Linked DNA regions of Capra hircus: region 1 is linked to region 2. A link is a contact called in public Hi-C data. All regions are on one chromosome and are shown on one strand. The core of a region is the stretch at or near the end of the contact, and the rest is flanking DNA. Distances in the headings are between cores, read along the strand shown. Region 1 has its middle 47 kb from the start of FLI1. Region 2 has its middle 230 kb from the start of ETS1.

Region 1 (4,100 bases), core at 1,232-3,731, 350 kb before region 2:
TGCTTGCTCCTTGGAAGAAAAGCTATGACCAACCTACACAGCACATTAAAAAGCAGAGATACTACTTTGCCAACAATGGTCAGTCTAGTCAAAGCTATGGTTTTTCCAGTAGTCATGTATGGATGGGAGAGTTGGACCATAAAGAAAGCTGAGTGCTGAAGAATTGATGCTTTTGAACTGTGGTGTTGGAGAGGACTCTTGAGAGTCCCTTGGACTGCAAGGAGATCCAACCAGTCCATCCTAAAGGAAATCAATCCTGAATATTCATTGGAAGGACTGATGCTGAAGCTGAAACTCCAATACTTTGGCCACCCGATGTGAAGAATGGACTCATTGGAAAAGACCTGGATGCTGGGAAAGATTGAAGGAAGGAGAAGAAGGGGATGACAGAGGATGAGATGGTTGGATGGCATCCCCAACTCAATGGACATGAGTTTGAGCAAGCTCTGGGAGCTGGTGATTGATAGGGAAGCCTGGCGTGCTGCAGTCCATGGAGTCACAAAGAGTCGGACACGACTGAGCGACTGAACTGAACTGAACTGATGTTCAGGTACTCTGGAGACCAGGTAATACTGAGTGAAGGGTGGAAAGACTTATGTAAGTGGAGTGTTGGGGGAAGGGGGTTGGAATTTGGTGGGGGAGGGGAACACACAGCCCTCGGTTGCTCTGAGCTGGGGTCAGACTGGACTCTGGTTGAGGGCTGCTGAGTGAGGGGTATGAAGGTGGGTGCATTCTTGGAAGGACGCAGCATGATTCCTGCCTGCTTGGCTCCTGTTCTTTATTCCTCTCCCTTCTTCCAGGGCTAGAATCCACTAGAATCAACCCGTGTTTGCTCATTAGAGCACCTACTGTGTGCAAGCCACTGGGAGGTACACAGTTGTAAGCTGCAGGCCCCATTCTTGAGCTTAGGCTGGGGAGGGATAAGGTAGCGCTAGTGGTAAAGAAGCCGCCTACCATTGCAGGAGACGTAAGAGATGCAGGTTCGATCCCTGGGTCGGGAAGGTTCCCTGAAGAAGGGAATGACTACCCACTCCAGTATTCTTGCCTGGAGAATCCCATGGACAGAGGAGCCTGGGGGGTATGGTCCATAGGGTCACAAAGAGTCAGACACAGCGGAAGTGACTTATCATGCACGCACACAGACTTATTCCTTTAACCGCTATTGAGTGAATGCCTTACTATCTTTGGGGGTGAGGTGGGGGGAAGACCCACACGGCATCACGTCGGGTGGTGGCAGTGGCTGTTGCGCACGAGGGGCTGGAGAGCGGGGAGCGCCTGTGGAGCTCACACCGTTCTCCAAGGAGCCGTTGGGAAGCCTCACAGAGTGGGGCATCAATGACCCACAGCCAGGTCCAAGCTGACCACCAGTGCAGCCCCTGGGCCTGGCGCTCCCCTCTGCTGTGGCAGGAGGACCTGTGGTCTGCCAGTTGGTTCTGCATACGGACCATTCAGACAGCAAATTGAAAGTGGCTCTTGCCCAGGAAATCCAGTAGATGTGTTGTCCTGGTGACCCGATGGTGCCCTTTAGTCCCAAGGCCCCTGTTCAGGTATCCTCATCCTCCCTTAGATCTTTTCCTGTGATTAGTGAGACAGCAGCTCCCAGCATGAGTGTGTGTCTCTGACCTGTCTCTTTCAGCACTGCTTTCTTTGTTCCCCAGCCATCAGCCAGGAGCTCAAGGGAGGCCCAAAGCCTGACCCTGTCTTGGCCTCCTCCCATCTCAAAGAAAGCCCATGGCCACCTGGCTTTAGAAACCTCTTGTCTGGGGCTAACGGCATCTCACCAACAGTGTCAGCTCCAGTGACGCTGACGTTGGCGGTTAACAGTGGTGTCAAAGTTGCCTGGTGCCCAGATCACAGCTCTGAGTGTCTACCCACCTTGGTTCTTCAAAAACAGGAAGTCACCCCAGGCTGGTGTAAGTCAGCCCCAAACCCAGAAGCTTAGATCTCATTAGCGCTCAGAAAGTTGGTGTAAAACTTGGCAAGTTTGGTGTGTTTTTGCCTCTTCCAGAAGCCTAGGTGTTTCTTCCTGTCCTCACTCTCGGCTTCTTGGTTGAGACCTGGAGGAAGAGACAGTGGCAGGGAGGCTGAGCCCAGCCCAGGGGTTTAAAGACTTCTTGCTCTGCCCACAGATGGAGGATAAGGTCTCAGATCCTAGAACCTAGGGGTGCTTGTGTGTTTTTTGGTCCAAACAGCAGCCTCAGGACCAAAGTGATACATCCATGTATTTCACCATTAGGAGTAAAGATACTCTAAAAATACCAGTCGTGCTTTTTAGGAGGAATGCTTTTCACTTTGTTCTAAGCTGCTATTTGGGGGGTAGATCAAGATACAGACATGATGACTCAGGCTGCTGCTGATCAGGGCAGGAAGAAAAGAACAAGACCAGGGGGTCACGCCTGCAGCCTGTGTTCACGTCAGGACAAGAGCATCCTGCGTCAGACGCGCAGGCTGAGCCTGGATCATCTCCCCCGGGTCAGGTGACAGGGTGCAGCCCACACATCTAACGGGCATAAGACTTCTCCCCCCTGGTCTGCTGCAGGCATACATGCCCTCTGTCTTCCTCATCTTCTAACTTCCATCCACTCTGATCTCTTCGCCTCTTCTGGATCAGAATTCCTTTCTGTGGAAATGAGTGGCCTAGAGGTCTGAGAGAGGGAACATAGAGAATAAATGTGTTATCTTGCTGGTTGTCACCGAGATGTGGCTGGCACTTCCCTTGCATTTGATGATCAGCTGCAGAGGGCTTCCCAGGTGGCTCAGCAGTGAGGAATCTGCCTGCCAAAGTAGGAGATATGAGTTCGTTCCCTGGGTTAGGAAAATCCCTTGAAGAAGGAACGGCAGCCCACTCTGGTATTCTTGCCTGGAGAATCCCATGGGCAGCAGACTCTGCAGGCTACAGTCTGCAGGATGGCAAAGAGCTGGACTAAGCAACTAAAAATGTCATAACCTGGAAAGGGCTTCACAGGTGAAGCTGACTTCTGGGGAGAGAAAGGGGGATTTGAAACCAAGATCCAAGAAATAAATCCAAGAAAGGGAGGTGGTGGGAAGGATTCCTGCTGGATAATCTCTGAGCACTGCTCCCTGCTAGGGGAGAGCAGACTTGCTTCCCCCAGCTCTCTCTGCCCCACCGCCATCCCCAGCCTCCCCGTGTGCCATCTTGGAAACAAGCATGCATCAAGGACTCCAGACTCCTCCGGGCTCTGCTGTGCTTTGTGGCCCAGAGGAGGGTGACTGGGTGGGAGAGAAGTCGAGAAACTTTGCAGTTTTGTCTGGGGACATTTTCGAAGTCATGTTTTAAGAGACAGATCACATCCGATGCAACACGAACCCATGGCCAAGCCGTGAGATGCATATGTTCTCAGGCTCTGGAACCCTATGGGAAATTTTCTATAGGCCCCCACAGCCTGGGAAACTGGCCTGGAGGTTTTATAGAGTGACTAATATCCTACAGGGATCCTCCGGGTCCTAGGACTCGCACTGAGGTCAGTAAATCAGCCCCTCTTAGAGCAAAACCCCTGGGACCATCCGTGTCCATCTGGAAGAAACTAGTCACAGAAGAACAGATTGAGGACTTTAAATTCTCTTTCCCACCTCTCACCCAGCCGTGTGTTTACACATCATTTTATATCTTCTGTTGGGAAATCCCAAAGCCCCTGAAAGGCACACAGAGATTCTCAAGCTTCAGGCAAAGGTATAAAAATGTTGGATGAAGGGAAGGGAGTGGTGCTGGAGAAAAAAGGAGAGAGAGAAACAGAGAGACAACACAGAAAGAAGTGAAATGGCCAAGGAGAGGCTGAGTCTCGTCTTAGCATTATAATGCTGAGATTATATTATTATATAATGTTCTATATATTATATAATGTTATATATTTTTTCTTTTTTAAATATAAATGTATTTTAATTGGAGGTTAATTACTTTACAATATTGTATTGGTTTTGCCATACATCAACATGAATCCACCACGGGTATATTATTATATAATGTTATATAATAATATATATAATAAATGTAATATTATATAATGTTATATAATATTATAACGAATGGTCCAGTCAATCCTAAAGGAAATCAGCTGTGAATAGTCATTGGAAGGACTGAT
Region 2 (4,089 bases), core at 1,118-3,617:
TTCTTCCCCCATTGCGTTTTGGTTGTGTCTGGTCAAAACTTCTGCAAATACTGTCTTCTGGAAAGTTCACGCATTTTATTTTCCTTCTAGCAGTATATCTGGGGCCTGTTATCTTCTAATTTAAGAGGAAGTGTGGCTATCACTTTAAATGGCATGACACACATCTTCCTAATAATTAAAGAGCCTTTGCTATTAAAAATGAGAAGAATTTAGAGCAAGTGACTTAGTCATCAGATTGCTCTACATTGATTAGGCCCCCAAAGTCGATGGTTAGAACACTCCAACACTGATTTTTAACATAAGATTTAAAATCAGGTCAAAATAGTATTACCCCAGGAAATTTTTACATCATCAAGAGTTCAATGAATATTATCACCCATAAGAGAAAAATTTCTCAAAGATGTGCTCTTATAATTAAAAAATGAGCAAAGAGAATTGAGGTGAAAATAATGAAATATAAATCAGTCTTCAGAGAGTATTTCTGCCTGGTGGTTGCACTCTCCCTGTCGTCTTCCCACTTTTGACTTCTCTCCAGATACTTTCTATAAGCATCTTGCCGGTGGTCCATGCCCCAGAGACTTCATCGGCTACTATCTCAAAATTTCTCTTTTCCTCTTCTGCTGTGAAAGCCAGAATGACAGTTTAGCTGGTGAGAACACAGGACTAGTGAGTGCAAAGCTGCCTGATTTGGGCTATTTAGCTTTGAGTAGGACAAAATAAATCAAAGCAGGAGACGTAAGAGATACAGGTTCGATCCCTGGGTCGGGAAGATCCCTGGAGGAGGGCAGGGCAACCCACTCCAGTACTCTTGCCTGGAGAATCCCCATGGGCAGAGGAGCCTGGTAGGCTACAGTCCATAGGGTCACACAGAGTCAGACATGACTGAAACGACTTAGCATGAATGCATGCAGGACAAACTAAAACACTTCTCTGTAGACCCAGACCATCTATCTCTCACTCATAACAGCTCAGCAGGGAAGAAAAGATGGCTGGTGGATGGCTCAGGACAGCTTGTTGCAACAGCTAGGAAAAATACTTATTGTCGAAGCCTGACTTGCACTGGGTCAGGAATGTGAAAACATGCAGAACACAGTAGCTTTCTCCCTCCACAGTCTTCCTGCAGGTCTTCCTGTGAAAATCCTTTGAAATATGATGACCAGTCAAAAGCCTATAGCTGGCAACCATACTGAGATAGAGCATAATTCTTATGGTCAAATGCCCCCATTCGTAAAGGGGAAAATCCTTACTTGAATTTGAAGACTGTTTCATTTCTTTAACTAGTGATGTTCTGCTTGTTGTTTAATCACTGAGCTGTGTCCAACTCTTTGTGACCCCATGGACTGTAGCTCACCAGGCTCCTCTGTCCTTGGAATTTCCCAGGTAAGAAGACTGGAGTGGGTTGCTATTTCCTTCTCCAGGGGATCTTCTTGATCCCAGGATTGAACCCACGTCTCCTGGGAGACCAGTTCTTTACCACTGAGCCACCAGGGAAGCCCTGATGATGGGCTTAGTGTGAAATAATTAACTCTTAACTCTGACCTTTCTCCATGCTTGACTTCCCGAATACAGGTAGAGCTTAGAGGGGCTTAGGGGCTGAGGCCTGATTGTACAGACCTGAGTCCTAGCTCTTCCACTGTGTGGCCCTGGTGACTCTCTCAACCTCTTTGGGCCTCAGCTTCCAGGTTAATAAAAAATGAGTGATGACACCACTTACCTCCTAGGAGTGTCCTGAAGATGAAACCAGCAAACGCACGGAGCGCGCTTAGACCAGCGCATGTCACATGCTCACTGTTCCCTAAGTGTTAGGGGCTCCTGTGGCCGTCATTCCTCTATTCTGACCCGTGTCTGGACACATGGCTTTGTCTAGGATTGCCCTGGCAGCCTTGGTGTTGTCTCACCACAGCTCATGTGAGTCTAGGAATATTTACTGAGAGCTGTAATTCTAAACCCCGAAGGGCCCCAAGGCATGAGCGAGGGCTGTGGGAAATGTGAGCAGGGCACCAGAGAGTCATTGCTTTCACTTAAACGGTTGCTGTTTCACCAGCCTTTTCCCACCCATTAGCACAAGACACATCCACAGGGTAATAAGAAACATGCCTGGCAGTTGGGCCAACAGAGCAGAGTGGAATGGAGCCCAGCCACAGACCCGCCCACGCTGTTCAGCCTGCAAATACCTGGGGTGCCCACCCCTTCTCCTTCTTCCTGTGATGAGACGCACAAGCCATGCACGACCTTGTGAGCGCGTGTGCGCACACGACTCCCACAACCACTTCAAGCAGTCCTGGCTTCTGATCTAGGGTAGCAGCTGCTTGGGTCAGATGAGGTGATTCCGTGATTTTCCTGGTTCCAGGCTCTGGGGAAAGGTGTGAAGGGAGAGGCTTCATTGCAGGGCCCAGAGCAAGGTCTTGCCTGGAACATGTAACCTGCTCCCCCACTTCTCTCCCTCAGGTTTCCCAGCTCAGGGAAGCCAGGGCATGAGAAGAGTTGGTTAGCTTAGCCGTGTCCCCGCCTCCCTGTGTATTATTCCCTTTGGAGCCACATGCCATCTATTGTGCTGACAACGTCTGTCCCTGGAGGCCATTCCAAATAGGCTTAAGAACATATTGTTTCTAGATTTATGGTGACTGCAGCCAATCAGTTGGAAAGAATCCCATTACATCAGAAAACACAGTTGGGAATTCAAATCTCCTTCCTTCAAGTTTGTCAGGCAGCGTCTCTTCTCACCTAGGTCCAACTTCCTTTCTGATAGTAAATGAGACAGAGTAAGGCTGAATTTTCAGCCAGATCAACGGCCAGAGTGACCAGGGAGATGATAGAATGCTTGTGAAAGGCCAGCACTGACCTGCAGCTGACTTCTCCATGAGAAACAGAAACAACAGACCTCAAGCCTAATCTTAGAGTTCGTCAGAGCTCCACCGTTCTGCCAATGCAGGAGACGTAAGAGACTTGGGTTCCACCCCTGCATTGGGAAAATCCCCTGGAGGAGGGCATGACAACTGCTGAAGAATACTACTGAAGTATTCTTGCCCAGGAAATCCCATGGACAGAGGAACCTGGAGGGCTACAGTCCATAAGATCGTAGAGAGTTGGATACGAATGAAGTGACTTAGCACATCCTCATAAAAACTGTCAGCATTAAGAACCCTTAACCTCAGTGTTTATTGCAGCACTATTTAACAATAGCCAAGACATAGAAGCAACCTAAATGACCTTCAACAGAGGATGGATAAAGAAGATATGGTACATGTATACAATGGAATACTGCTGCTGCTAAGTCGCTTCAGTCGTGTCTGACTCTGTGTGACCCCGTAGATGGCAGCCCACTACGCTCCTCTGTCCCTGGGATTTTCCAGGCAAGAACACTGGAGTGGGTTGCCATTTCCTGCTCCAACGCATGAAAGTGAAAACTGAAAGTGAAGTCGCTCAGTCGTGCCCGACTCTTAGCGACCCCATGGACTGCAGCCCACCAGGCTTCTCTGCCCATGGGATTTTCCAGGCAAGAGTACTGGAGTGGGGTGCCATTGCCTTCTCTGACAATGGAATACTACTTAGCCATAAAAAAAAAACAATGAAACAATGCCACTTGCAACAACATGGATGGACCTGGAGATTATTTTACTAAGCAAAGTAAGTCAGAGAAAGAGGAATATCACATGATATCACGTATGTGAATCTAAAGGGAAAAAATGACACAAATGAACTTCACAAAGCAGAAACAGACTCACAGAATTTGAAAACAAACTTACGGTTCACAGAAAGTTGATGGGGAGGGATAAATTAGGAGGTTGGGATTTATGTATATACACTATTGTGTATAAAATAGATAACCAATGAGGACATGCTGTATAGCACAAGGAACTCTACCCAATATTCTGTAATAACCTATATGAGAAAAGAATCTGAAAAAGAGTACATATATGTATATGGAAAGCTGAGCTACTTTGCTGTATGCCTGAAACTAACACAACATTGTAAATCAACTGTACTCCAATATAAAATAAAAATTAAATTAAAAAAGAACCCAATACTTGTTTTACACTTCACCTCTACACAAAGCTTTCACATTCATTATGTATCTCATCTTCACAA

Evidence for each region. Hi-C and Micro-C count contacts between places; a contact is called where the count stands out from the background.
Region 1: a Hi-C map of blood shows a contact between it and region 2, with 3 times the contacts expected there. The contact joins two enhancer-like sites. A contact is called at or near these places in 3 of 5 Hi-C or Micro-C datasets (blood and liver).

Annotation. Positions count from the first base shown.
Region 1 is chr29:31,319,857-31,323,956 of ARS1.2, reverse strand. No RefSeq gene overlaps it. Among named protein-coding and RNA genes, the nearest start is that of FLI1, 47 kb to the left of the region's middle. Within about 2 kb of position 2,481, at least 1 of the 5 cell types and tissues checked has an H3K27ac peak or open chromatin away from gene starts, as enhancers often do.
Region 2 is chr29:30,970,404-30,974,492 of ARS1.2, reverse strand. No RefSeq gene overlaps it. Among named protein-coding and RNA genes, the nearest start is that of ETS1, 230 kb to the left of the region's middle. Within about 2 kb of position 2,367, at least 1 of the 5 cell types and tissues checked has an H3K27ac peak or open chromatin away from gene starts, as enhancers often do.